Linked DNA regions of Anas platyrhynchos: region 1 is linked to region 2. The links are chromatin contacts, called in public Hi-C maps. All regions are on one chromosome and are shown on one strand. Each heading gives the region's core, a stretch centred on a gene start, on an enhancer-like site or on the middle of the called end of the contact. The rest is flanking DNA. Distances are from core to core; before and after follow the strand shown.

Region 1 (6,242 bases), core at 121-2,620, 68 kb before region 2:
AAAATAATGTTATTCCTCAGCCCGTACTGACGCTTAGAGAAAGTAATTAGTTAGGAGTCTAATCAAACCCCAAGTAGGGTTTGTAGGGAAGGTTAAACCATCTCAGGTCTTGCTGACACTTTGCTGTTCTGGGTGCTGGAAAGCTTTGATTTAACTGAAACAATCCAAGAACCTGAGAAGATACTCTTCCTGTGACAGCAATCTCCGAATTATCGGAAAGCGTGGTCTAGAGGGACAAGGGGACTTATGGCAGCTGACGAAGTTGTCCTATAAAGCTGCAAGCATGGCAGTGTCATGCAGGACAAGAAGGCAGTGTGTACTCATTGAGCTGATGATGCTCATAAAGGGCTCAACTAATGCAAAGACTAATTTGTTTGGGACTTCCTTACAGGACTGCTTTGCTGGGATATGAAGCCAATCCCAATGACGCTGTGAACATTTCAATGTCTTGATGCTGTTGTTGAGTTACTGACCAATGTGTTGACGTTAAAAAGCCCTTCTGCAGGATCAGGATGGTTGTACTCAAACATTGCATGGCGGACTTCATCGTATCATGCCTGGTCACCCATTTTGGGTCAGGCTGGATGTTGGGAAGATGTTCTTTAAGTGTGGTTGTAGAGTGCAACAGGCATCCTGAAGAGGTGGTTGATGTCCTGTGCCTGTCATTGCCCAAAAGGCGGCTGGATAATGCCCCCAACAATACACTTTATTTGGTTTAGTTACTTTAGAAACTTTAGTTACTTTATTTATTGTTTAGCCCAGAAGTGGTCATGCAGGTGGACTTGGTGATCATCGTAGGGCCTTTTCAACTCAACTATGGGATTCTATTCCACGCTGTTGTTTGACTCAGCCTTTGCTCAAGCTCTGGGGCAAGCCCACCCTTCGAAGCCTCTACCCCTTGTGTGCAGCGCCTCGCCCTTACGGCATGGAGGTCGTGTGAGGCCCGCCAGACCCCGCCACCACCGCTGGCCGATGGCGACCAGGGTGACACAACCTCCGAGCACCAAGCTGCCGGGAGCTGTCCCCTGAGGCAAGCAAGATGCCGCCAGCCGGGCACATGGCAGCACATGGCGACATGAGGGACCCGCCCGCGCCCCGGCGCTGCCCCTCAGGGCACGCCCTGCCCCGGGAGCCCTCCACCACCGCGGGGGCGAGTCCTGCCCTCGGGGACGAAGCCCCCCTCAGCACTCCGAGGGGTCTCCACCTCGCTCCCCTCATCGAGGAGCACCCGGAGCCCCCCGAGGGCCGCTCGCAGCGGGCTGAGGGCGGTGTTTGGGGCCGCCGCCACGCGTTTCAAACGGGCCAACCGCCGGGCGCGGAGGGAGGGCGGGCCGCGGCGCAGTCCCCGCCTGGGACTTTAAAGCGCCATTTTGTGCCGGGCGGCCGCGATCGATCGGCGCTCCCAGCCGGCGGGCGGGCGGTGGCGGAGGAGCGGCGGGCGCCCGGCTGGCGGAGCGGCGCCCGTCCTCTCTTCGCCTCCCCGCGCCTCCTTCGCGCTCCCCCCCCCCTCTTTTTTTTTTTTTTTTCCTCGCCCCTCCGCCTCCATGACCCGCAGTCGGAAGCAGGCGGCGCTGGAGAGAGGAGCCGGGAGGATGAACCACGAAGCGGGGAGCGCCGCGGAGGGGGCCCGGGAGGAGGTGGCGGTGGAGGCGGCGGCGGGGGCAGCAGCGGCAGCGGCGGCAGCAGCCGATGGTGGCGGAGCGGCGGCGGCCGCTTGGGGGCTGCAAGGGGAGGCGGAGAAAGTTGTGTACTCGCGGTCGCAGGTCTCCTTCGCCGGCACCAAGGCGCTGAGCGACGCCCTGAAGCTCTTCATGCCCAAGTCCACCGAGTTCATGAGCTCCGACTCGGAGCTCTGGAACTTCCTCTGCAGCCTCAAGCACGAGTTCTCCCCGGTCATCCTCCGCAGCAAGGACGTCTACGGCTACGCCTCCTGCCGCGCCGTCGTCCCCGACCCGCCGCCGCCCTCCTCCGAGCGGCCCCGCCGCCGCCCCGGCAAGCGGCGCCTCCCGGCAGCCGCCGCCGCCAAGCGCCGGGCCGTGGCCGCGGGGGGCAGCGCCAAGCGGCGGCGGAGGCGGCGGCGACGCAGGAGGGGACGGGGGTGGCAGCGCCAAGCGGCGGCGGTGCCGGGCGAGAAGGAGGAGAAGGAGGAGGAGGAGGAGGAGGACAGCGAGCGGGGCGCCCCGGCGCAGGGGCCGGCTTGGGAGCCGTTCGGCGGCCGGTCGCTGGAGGAGATCTGGCAGGCGGCCACCCCCCGCCTCACCTCCTTCCCCACCATCCGGGTGCGGGGCAGCGTGTGGAGCCGGCGGAGCCTGGCGGCGGCGCTGCGGCGGGCGCAGCGGATCCTCGGCGTGGACCTGGCCCCCGTGGTGCGGGTGCGCCGCCTGCCCGTGGCGCCGTCGTGAGGCCGCGGCCGCCGCCCGGCTCTGCCCCGCCGCGGACAAAGAGACCGATATCAGTCACCTGTTTACATTGCTTTCGTCTGGATCATGTCCTTCTGCTGCACTTTACGGCTCGCTCGGACTCGGGACGGGGCGCCGGGACCCCCACCACGACCCCCTTTCCTCTTCCCCCCCCCCCCCCCCCCCCCGGTACCGGGGGCAGCCTGCGGGGCTCCGGCCTCTTGCAGGCTCCGCGCGTGGGGACCAAGTTCCGCTTCCACTTCTCCCCCTTCGGGCTACCTCACTGGTCCAGAAGTCCACCCAAGAAGTTATTTTCCAAAGGAACTTTTCTTTCATGCTTGTATAATAAAGCACCATCCGATTCTCGCTGTCCCCCCCCTCCCTCCCCTTTTCCGACGGATTATGTATGCTTTGTGGTGTTGCACTAGTATGTGCTCAGGGTATTTTGAATCCCAAGCATTCCCAAGTTTCAGTTTACTCTGATCAAGGATGCGTAAAGAATGGAGGTTCAGGACTTGTGGCTGTTCTTGATGGTGCAAAAAAAAAAAAAAAAAAAAAAAAAACCAACAAAAAAACCTTTTTTTTTTCAATTTCATGGGCTTAGTGATATATAAAGATGTATTGCGCAGTATAATTGTTACACTTTTGTATCTAAAGTCATTTTTAAAGTTTTCTAGTTGAACTAAGTATTTGTTTCTATTGAGCACCTAAAGATAGAATCATCCTGATATTTTATAAACCTGTTTACTTTAGGGAAGCTCATTTGGTCAACCTAAGTGAACTTAATAAAAGGCAAAGAACAAGCGGCGTTTCAGTTCAATGAAACTGGACTGCACAGGGATGGGTTCTTTGGTGGCGTACGCCATGTATGTGCCTGGTGAAGGCACCAGGGGTGTCTCCTGAAAACAAATTTAGGGTTTGTGAAAAATGTAACTACTCATCAAAGCAGTTCCTAGGTGTCTGAAGGTGAACTGTGATACGATGTTGGCATTAACGGCAAAAAAAGGAGTCCTCACATGACCCAAACACCACACTGAAGTGCCTATCTCTGCAGCAAGACTTCAAGCCTGATCGCTTCAGCGCTGGTTGTCAACCTGGAGCTCTAAGATGGTTAGAGGTTGATAATCATATCCATGTAATTACTTGCACATAATTATTTTCATAAACCTCTTCTGGGTTTCACAGTGGACTGTGATACAAGATTCATAACGTAGTTGGACTATTTTGCCTGAAAAACACCATCTTGTCATTCTGTCTCGTGGGCATTCCCTCCTGAATATGATTTTTTAAGGGCTTTCCTTAGGTTTTGCCCAGTGTGGTTGGTGTATGAGAGGCAAAGGTATGGGGGGACTTTTTTTTTCCGAGCTTGGGGAAGAACAAGAAGTGCTTGGTGAGAGAGAGTTTGTGTCCCTAGTATCCTAGCAAACAAGAAACTTCTCAGTTTCCACAGTGGAATGAATGACTTCACAGCTTGTTTATAGAATGGTTTGGTGACTTTAAATTTCTTTTCTGATTGCTATTGACTCCTTGTTGCCTGCTCTTCCTGGAGGTAATAAGACAGCTAGATGTGTAGAGGGTGTTTGCAAAAATTTGCTAATGCTAACCTGAAGCAAACAGCTTCTGAAACCTGTTTATATTACATAGTTCTTACCTAGCAAAGCTGCCAAGTTCTTATTCTTCCAAACTAACAATCTATTCTATAACCATTAGGCTTTTGAAATTGTTTACATAACGTTAGACTGCCTGCTGATTGCTGCAGTAGTGCCACGTCACATTTCAGAAGGGAATTAGGAAATGAAAGTTCAAGGGTGCATATTGTTGAGCTATTTCTCTGGCTATAATACCTGCTCAAATCTAAAAGCAACATTGTGTTGATTTAAAACTCAATATGACATTTTGCAGCATGACCAAATGCCAAGGCTCCAAGTATTTCAGTTTTGACTCTAAAAATGCAACTTAAGAGGGTTGTTGCTAATACTTGAAGTCTGTAGTTGACTTCACTGATGTTCTGCTCCTCCTGTTAGGTCGATTTCTTTAGTATACTTTTGAAAAATCTGTGTAGAGAAATGATAAAATTTAAGCAATTGTCTTGTGCAGATTTTTCACATAACCCATCAACAGGAGTGGGACAGACTGGGTCAAATTTCAGGGGCAGAGTTAAGGCTGCCAGAGGTATGATATGGGAGATACCATATTAAAATTTGTGCTGCCTTGTTTTGAGTGTTGTACTGAAATGTTCTTTGTGGGTACAAAGAAGTGTGAAATATCTCTAGCTCTGTTGAGTGACTCTTCTGGTGCAGGCTGTATGCAGGGGTGCAGTGTGTTTTGCTGGTACCCTGTTAGGAAGTTGGATTAAGATCTGCCAGCTGCACTTAGAGGTTCTCAGCTGAGCTATTTCAGTCTGTGAATTCAGTTGGGGGAGGCGGGGGGCGGATCTTTAGTCAGGTTTTCTGATAAATTAACGTGCTGAAATAGCTCAGCAAAGGGCTGGTTTACAGGAGAGAGTGTGAAAGCTAACAGCTTACAGGAAAGCTAACACGGCTTAAGCTCATGGTTGTATTCATGACAGTTTGTTGCAATCCACTGCAGGATTACCTGTAGTCCGGTTCATCCCCTCTTTTCCCTCTCAAAACAGCAGTCCCTAACTACATCTTTGTCTTTGTGCTCATCTGAGGAAGCTACTCACTCAGAAACCTGTTCTATTTTAGTTTTGGCCAGGTTGATGGTTGTCAGATTTTTTTGGTCCTCCTAGCTGCCGACCAGAGCTGAGGACCTTCAGAAAGGCATATGCAAAACTGCTGCAATATTGAATTAGACAATTTTAAAGCATAGAAGCCTTAGGTTTTATATCATATGAAGGATTAATAATGTTATTGTACTTTATCTATACAGATGCTGTTGGAGAAAGTGTAATGGATTAGATGGATTTCTGGTCTTACTCGGTGTGGCTGTTCGTATGCACTGTGAGCAGTGTGAAAGGTGTGATTTGCCTTATTTAACTCAGTGGGTTTCATTATCCTTTCATATGGGGATGCTTCTGAGACTGACAAAATGCAGGCCCAGAATAAATCCAGTGTACAATGCCCGTTCAGTCAGCACGGCTGGTTTCATATTAAACAGGAATCTTGTGGTAGCCTCTGTTGCCAGACTTCTGTTGCAGTAGCTGGTTCCCTCCCATATGAGCTCCCCTCATACAATGACTTTGTGTTCTGGAAGTTGTTCTCTTTCCTTTACCAAAATGTGAATTTTTATCCAATCATTCAAAGATTATTGAATTTCAGAATGCCACAGTGCCAGAAAGAGTTGTGTGATGGCCCCAGACATCAAGGAGAGGTTTGAGACAACCATTGTGTCTAACACGTTGCATAGTGTAGGCTTTGGATTCAAGAGGCAGTGCCTTCCTCTGAGTCATTGTGCAAGCACATTGTTCAGGACTGAAGTTTGTAAAAGGAGAAAGCACTGCCTTGCAAAAATTTTTCCCTACCATAATATTGCGTAGAAGTTTTCACATCAAAAGGATCAAACTGTACAACTGGTCCTTGAAACCATCTGTTGCCAGCTTGTAAACAACAAGCGCTGTATCTGCCCAAGCCTCATGCAGAGCATTGTTGTACAGATTTGCCAATGGCAAGACTTGTGGTACTTGGATTTTGCTCTGAACGGGTAGGGCATGTTGTGTGTGTCTATATTTCCTTGCCTACCAAAAGCAAAGGGCAAAGAGAATCTAGTTTGTAGATTTGATTCCTAACAATTTTTCACTTTACTGCTTAGCAAGCCAGAGTCCTGGGCTCTTCACGCTACTTAAAAGAGTTGATTTGTGCTAATTTACAGGTGATTGATGCT
Region 2 (6,822 bases), core at 3,108-5,607:
CTGGCAGACAGGTGGGCAGGGTGAAGGACAGCATCAAGCACTGCAGCTAACCAAATGCTTGCTAATCTCCGCCTTTAGCATGCAGCAAGCATGAGGGAGCAAGCTCTGATCTGGAAGAAGATTTGGTGAGAAAGAGCAAACATGCTATAAATTAACACCCTTACTGATGTAATGGAAACCTTCCTGCGTTAACAACCTGCTAGACAGGGGGGTGATGGATCCCACTGCCCAGCAGTGCCCCCTATCACAGGGTAAATCTGCACGCTGTGACAGAGGGGTGGAGATGAATGAAGTAGGAGCAGCTGTCCCAGATGAGACCTGACCTGGTTGCAGCCATGGCATTCCCCACATGCAGCACTGGACCACTGTGTGTTGCACCTGTGGTCCTGTTGCAGTCACGGATCTGCCTCCAGCAGAGGCACAGATGAGATTTGATAAAATCCATGATTTTAAAAAATCATAAACAGCCCAAGTGTGCTGTGGTGCAGCTAGACTTGTCTTCTTTGCCTCTGAAGCTCCCTATTACCAGGAGCCCCTGACTGAGGACAGAGATTTAGCCCCATCCATGCGATGCCCTGCCAGGCTGTGTCACTAGGGCACTGCCGAGAACATGGGTCTGCTCCTGCACCTTCCACCGCATCCTCCCCTGTGCCTCTGCAGGAAACACCAGTCCCTGTTATTTACTGTGGGGAATTCTGCACAGCAATTTCCTAAACTGCCCAGGATCTCAGCCATCTGGGGGAGGACTATACAGGCAACTGCTCTGTCAGCTCTCTTCCTCATGCCTCTTTTGTGGATGTGCGCATGTAATCCCACCAAGGGCTCTGGGCTAGCAGCTTGTGTTGTTATAGTCAATGACAAGTTTGCTCAAAACAAGTGTCTTGCTGTTGTCACTTTATATGTGTTTTTGAGGGATGCTCTGTGGTGTCTGAGAGGCTAGGGTTGTTGAGTAGGGGAACACCATGTAGCAAGGTCAAAAGCCCTGGTTAATCCTGACAAAAAGCTGTTCCCAGCAGTGGGTCTTGCAGGAATGAACTGGGAGGGTCAGTCCAAGGCTGGCCTTTTCTATCAGGAGAAGATGTTTTATGTTCAAGTCTTCCGGTGGTAAAAATGCTGGAGGATGGTTGTTTTCTTCAGCCTGGCCTGAACAGGGAAGAAGAGGGAGGTGTGGTGGTGCTTGACTTGCTGCCCTGCCTTTCAGGAGGCCATGACCAGGATCCTATCTTTGCATCAGATTTTATACCCCTAATAGCTGTCACATGCTTGCTGTTGAGAAAACAAGACCTTTTCACAGAACAAAGCCTAGCATGCAGTTTCTAGTGTCCACAAGGCTGGGTGCTCCCTCTCTGCTTCTGGTACAGGCTAAGGGCAGGTTGGCTTGTGGAGGCACAAATAAACATGTACCTAGGTAGATGGCCTTTTGAGTCTGCTTTAATGCATTTTGACAGCATCCTTTCCTCTCTCTCTTGTACTTCTCTTGCTCTTCAACAGCAGATTTCAGTGTGCGTGACTGCTGGGCTCAGACCTTATTCACTTAGAGCAAGGGACCCTGACTAAGGAGGTTGTTTTATGAAGATCTGATGGAGTAAAGGGATAAATGAGAGGGACTGGCATGCAGGTGCATTGTGTATGTTGGTGCTTCTCTATCTTTGACAGATATCTCTCATAGAAGGGAGTTATTAAGTGGAAAACGTCCATCAGAAACCTTAGCACCAGAGAGGCTGCAAACGATGGAGCAGAGTGCTCAAGCAAAAACGATTTTGGTAAATGAGTAAAAGGGAAGAAGCCACCACAGTTTTTCCTCTCTTGAGCAAGAGGCAGCTCAGATGTCCACGCAGCGTACAGGCCCTGGAGCCAACAAAAAGAATCAAGCAATGGTGCTGGTGGGAGGGCTGAGGCGGAAGTGGAGGACGGTACTGGCAAAGCAGGGCACAAGGGCACAGAAGGGGCTGCTCACACCATCACACCCCTACCTGCTTGGCCCATTTTCATTTTTTCCCCCTAAAAAAAAAAAAAAAAAAAAAAAAAAAAAAAAAAAAAAAAAAAGGCTATTTGTCATGGTTTCATATTTGGGTAGGGAAAATCTGTTCACTGAGCACCAGTTTGGCATAATTTTCCTTTTTGCCAGTTGAGGGTTTGGGCCAGGACTATTTACAATGACGCTGTTAAATCTGAGGTCAGGGCTTGCTGCTGGCTGGAGGTTTGCCCTCTGGTCCTACTTCTGCTTTTATGTCTCTTTCATCTGCACAATTCAGGATGAAATGTTCTCATTCTGTTTGTGGCTTGGTTTACACTTTGGTTAAACAAGAAAAATAAATGTACTGTGCTGGGGTGCTTGCTTGTTCTCCACCAGACATGACCTTACACATGTAGAAAGTGCTTTAGACATAAAAAAAAATAAAAAGAAAAAAAAAAGGCAAAAGAAAGCTGGAGCTGTAGCAATCAAGAGGCAAAAGCTACCAGGAAGGTAAAATGTCATCCAAACACAGCAGCAACGGAGCCACCAGCCAGGTCCTGGAGCCACTCCCTGGCTGCGGCATCCTGCCAGGAAATCAGGTGCTGCGGCCGCTGCCAGGAAGCTGTTGTTTTTTAACCATGTCCCTTGGAATGTGGCCTTAGGCACAACACTCCTGCTGGGCTGTCTCCTTGCAGCTCCATCTCCATGTCTCCTATTCATCCGCGCTTAAATCTCTCTCTCTTCCTGTCTTCTGCTGGTGTTCCTTCACAGAAACCTCTCCCTTCTTGCTCATGAACATGGAGGAGGATGGCGCTTCTTGTGGCATCCTCTGTTCCCAAGGACCAAGGCTCTCTGGGCTTCTAGCAGCATCCTAATTATCCAAATTCAATTTTCTTCCAAGCCTTTCTCTATTGAAATGAACAATACCTCCAGCATCAGATGGGTCAGAGGATCAGGAGTCTATGCTAGCACCATGAGGATTTTGCCCTTGCAGACAGGAGGAAGTGCAACAGAAGGAACCATTTTCTCAGTAACTGTATTTACATGAAGTCTGGCTATCCCATCTCAGTCCTGTGCAGTGTGACACCTATACAAGACTGTATTACCCCAACTCCTCCAAATACCTGTTTGCTTCTTAAGATTCTGCCTGTTGTTTTGGAGGGCAGCAAGTGTGCGCTGAGAGCTGTCAAGCCCTTCCCATGCCCAACACGGTGTAATCTCCCCGTCCACACCAGGCTGACACTGCCTGTCATTTCTGCAAATGCAAACCTCTCCCCCTCTGTACGCATCATTGCAGAGGGAACACGCAGCACAGCTCAAAATCCATCCCTGTGTGCGGTGATGTTTCATAGGATGGGTGCTGCAGACTCATTTCTGCAATGTAGCTAACAGACAACAACATATATTACCAACAGAAGTAAGCAAATTTAAAATTAATGAGAAATCCTTTTGCCCCACATAGTTGCAATTTATTTTCTGCTGGTGTGGAGCCCCGAGGACCTCTTTGGGCTTTTCTAGCATCTGCAGTCCCATGGCTGCTGCTCAGGCTTTTTTTTTTTTTTTTTTTTTTTTTTCTTTTCTTATTTTTCTGCCTATCTTGGCACACAGTTTTACAGTGCTTCTCTCCTCCTTGCCTCTCATGCATGAAACCCTTCTGACACAATACACAGCAAACCCTCCAGCACTCATGTGTTTGGGAACGGGAGAAGCACTTGTGTTTCACTGCAAGCTTGTTCCATCTGAGATCCTGAAATGATTTACAATAATTATGCTCATTTTCAGGCACCACTTTTAGGGTTATTTGGCCTAGTCCCTAATTGTATTAACAGTGGGATGGCAGCGGTACTAGACAGTGTCAGCAGTTTCTCCATATGCTTCAAAAAGGATGTTTTTGCTGCAAAGACAAGCACTATGACAGCTGGTTTCTTCCAGTGGTTCTTTTAAGATGCAAGAAAGAGAAGAATTTGTCTTTGAAGACACAAATTTGTCTATATTGTGGCAGAGCTGATGCCCTTGTGACAACAGAGCCCTGACCAGGCACATCACAGCGCAGGAGCTGGCCTGTTTCTGGACAGCACCTCCAGTTGTGCTCACCGTTACAAGCCCAGCTCCCAAGTTCTACAGCCACAGAAAATACTGGAAAATTTTATGTGATGGAATACGTAGCTTGCCTGAGACAGAGCTCTGCGGAGGCTGCTTAGCTCATGTCACATGTTCTCTGCTCTTGCAAGCCCTTTTCTGAATAGGAAGTAAATTAAAAGGAAGTTATTGAGTGCTTTGATGAGAGCTATTTGTAAACCATTTCAATTATTTTTTCCCATCGTGGAAGCTGTGGAAGCCAACACGTGCTCTTTGCGGGGTGTTTGCAATGAGACATGGCCACATCTGTGAAAGGTTCCTGCCTTGGACACGGGTCCTGCCCAGCCGCTGTCAGGAGCAGGCCCAGCTGGCAAGAGCCGGGGCTGGCAAAGCAACCAGAACGTTTGTGTATCTGTTGGTTTGCTTTTGGGTTTGGGTTGGCTCCCCCCACCCCCGACTAAGACAGAAGACTTCTCCAATTAGCCCTGAGTGATTTACGGTTTAGTCATTTCAGCTGAACACTCTAAAAGTCGCTGCAACTGCGACAAAAGCGTTCACTGAGTTTTACAGGAAAATGAGCCTGCCCTCTAGCTGCTGAGCGCACACACTTTAGGCCTTTCTGTATTGCCGTTTCTGCAGGAGGCAGGGGTTCATGCCAGCTTTGCTTCCTCCAGTGCTTCTTGAGTCCTGCTGCTCCTCGCTGAGCCCAGGCCTCCAACTGGGCCCACTGGGTGCCTCGGTGGCCTGACACGGCCACCTGGGGCTTTGGCACAATGACACTGCTTCTCCATCTGCAGGGCAGCAGCTCACGACATGCATTCATCTGCATTGCCTTCACTGCAGTGATGAAACAGATCCTGAAGGGCAGGAATGTTTTTCGCAGGCCTTGCCGTTGTCACTAATTGTAGTGGTTTTGTGTAGTCACAAGGTGGAATACTCCTGGTACATCGCACCTAAGGTCAGCACCTGAATTTAATCCAGGTGTAGGATCAGAACCACATCAAACATGGGTTCAAGTGCCAATTCATATCTGTATATATATACTCTGGCTAAAATCATCTTGAAACATGCTGGAGAAAACAACAGGCTACCTGTGTGTAAGAGGGTCAGTACTCTAAAATTGTAATGCCTCTGAAATGCTAGAAAGGTTTGGCATTTTGGAGTTTTACACAGTGAGAAGACAAATAAATACTTATTCTTACTTGTATATACTGGTGTAGTGACTTGTGGCACTGTACAAACAAACAGTACAAAACAGAGACGGGGCTGTAGATTAAGAAGCCAACAGCCTGAGGCACGTGTTGCTTCAAGAAACAGGGTGCACCTTGAAGACATCTAAGGTTTTGGGACTGAGTAATTAAAAGGACTGCAAGTAAACAGTAACTCAGAGTGTGGCTGGATAGAGAGTTGGCTTAGAAAAAATGAGAAGAGATGGCACCATAAGGATCTTTCCACTGTATTGCCTCACCTTCTGTTGGTTGCTCTGGAGTACATCTAGAAGGTCCAGAATACAAGATCAAGCCCTGAGCATAAAATAATAGAGGGGAAAAAGGAGAAGAAAGCAAGAATGGAAAAGAGGAGAAAGAGGAGCACTTTCCCCCGCTCAGACTGGGCAGAAGCCATATGTAATCTGCCTTGTTTCATTGGCAAATGCTTTTAAGGGTGCTAGCAGGTTTTCTTGTTGACCATGGTGAAGCCTGGCAATGGCCATGTGTAGCAGGAAGATGTGCCAGAGCTGGACAAAAGCTCTTCAGATAATTTATGGCCCCAAACAACCACTTCTGGAGCAGACCAGACATTCACAAACACAAACTTCTCCAAATGGCCTCAAAGGAAATAATGGAAAACCATTTCAAGAAAGTTGGGAGTCTATTTTTAAAAGGTCAGAGAATTTATTTCAGAATAAGGAAACTTAGCTGGCATTTTTAAAATGGATTATCCAGTTTCCCAGCATTTGCAATGAAATGCAAAGAATGAACGTTTGGGGAAAGGCTCCTTCTTTACTGCTGCCGGTGCCTAATGCGGTTGCTGGAGATAATGTGGTTCAGTTCTGGATCCTTTCTTTTCCCCGAGTGTCTTAGAAACCCATCGCCCAAATGGGAGGATGACAAAGCCCTTCCATTAGTAACTGCAAACATGTGCTCTTGACTGTGACAAGCTGGAGTTGGGCTCATCCTAAGTGACCGTGCTGATGGCAGTCCTCCAAGAGGTTTCTGTCAACCTCTTCTGCAGACAGCATTTCACTTAAGGGCTGGCTGAGGCATAGGGGTATTTATTAACATAGTGGTTAGGCTGCCATGCTGAGACATGAGAAAGAGTAATCAAGTTAACTCTTCTGGAGACAAAACATAGTTCTTAGTCAAAACTTCCTCTTCTTGGAGAAATGCCCCAACCACAAGGCTATACATTGAATGTAGGGCACTCAAAGTGTTGAGCTGAACAACAAAGTCCTCCCTGGCCCTTGTAAGAAGTTACTTGGATTTTATCCAACCTGTGAATTTTGCAGCAAGTGTCTGCCATGACTGAATGCTTGGAAGTAAAAAGTACAAGCTCTTCTCCTCCAGGCATTTAGTTAAGTTGGTGAGAGATAGGGGTATGGTGAGCAGCTGAAGGGGCTGGATTCTGGGACAGCTTTCTGAGTGGTGGGCAAACAGGAGAGCCGTAAACTAAGGCCAAGGTAGTGGAAATTTCTTGGGGGGGGGAGGGAGGCCCAGGGTGCAGTGAAGAGCGAGAACTTGCTACAGCTGATGAGAGGAGGCCCTTGGGTGGGCTGTTATTGGGGTCAT

The links. A called contact is a pair of places that touch in the nucleus more often than the background predicts.
Region 1: a contact with region 2 is called in a Hi-C map of subcutaneous adipose tissue, with 1.9 times the contacts expected there. The contact joins the promoter of CCDC71L here to the enhancer-like site in region 2. A contact is called at or near these places in 4 of 8 Hi-C or Micro-C datasets (F1 follicle, F5 follicle, liver and 1 more).

What each region holds. Positions count from the first base shown.
Region 1 is chr1:14,738,032-14,744,273 of IASCAAS_PekinDuck_T2T, reverse strand. CCDC71L (coiled-coil domain containing 71 like) reads left to right here and starts at 1,370. Exons shown (of 1, transcript XM_027459190.3): 1 at 1,370-3,202. The coding sequence starts at 1,545. The coding sequence ends at 2,402.
Region 2 is chr1:14,671,981-14,678,802 of IASCAAS_PekinDuck_T2T, reverse strand. All of the region lies in intron 1 of LOC119715581 (a long non-coding RNA gene), which reads left to right. Among named protein-coding and RNA genes, the nearest start is that of NAMPT, 63 kb to the right of the region's middle. Within about 2 kb of position 4,357, at least 4 of the 8 cell types and tissues checked have an H3K27ac peak or open chromatin away from gene starts, as enhancers often do. A contact at or near this core is called in F1 follicle and subcutaneous adipose tissue, where this site is marked.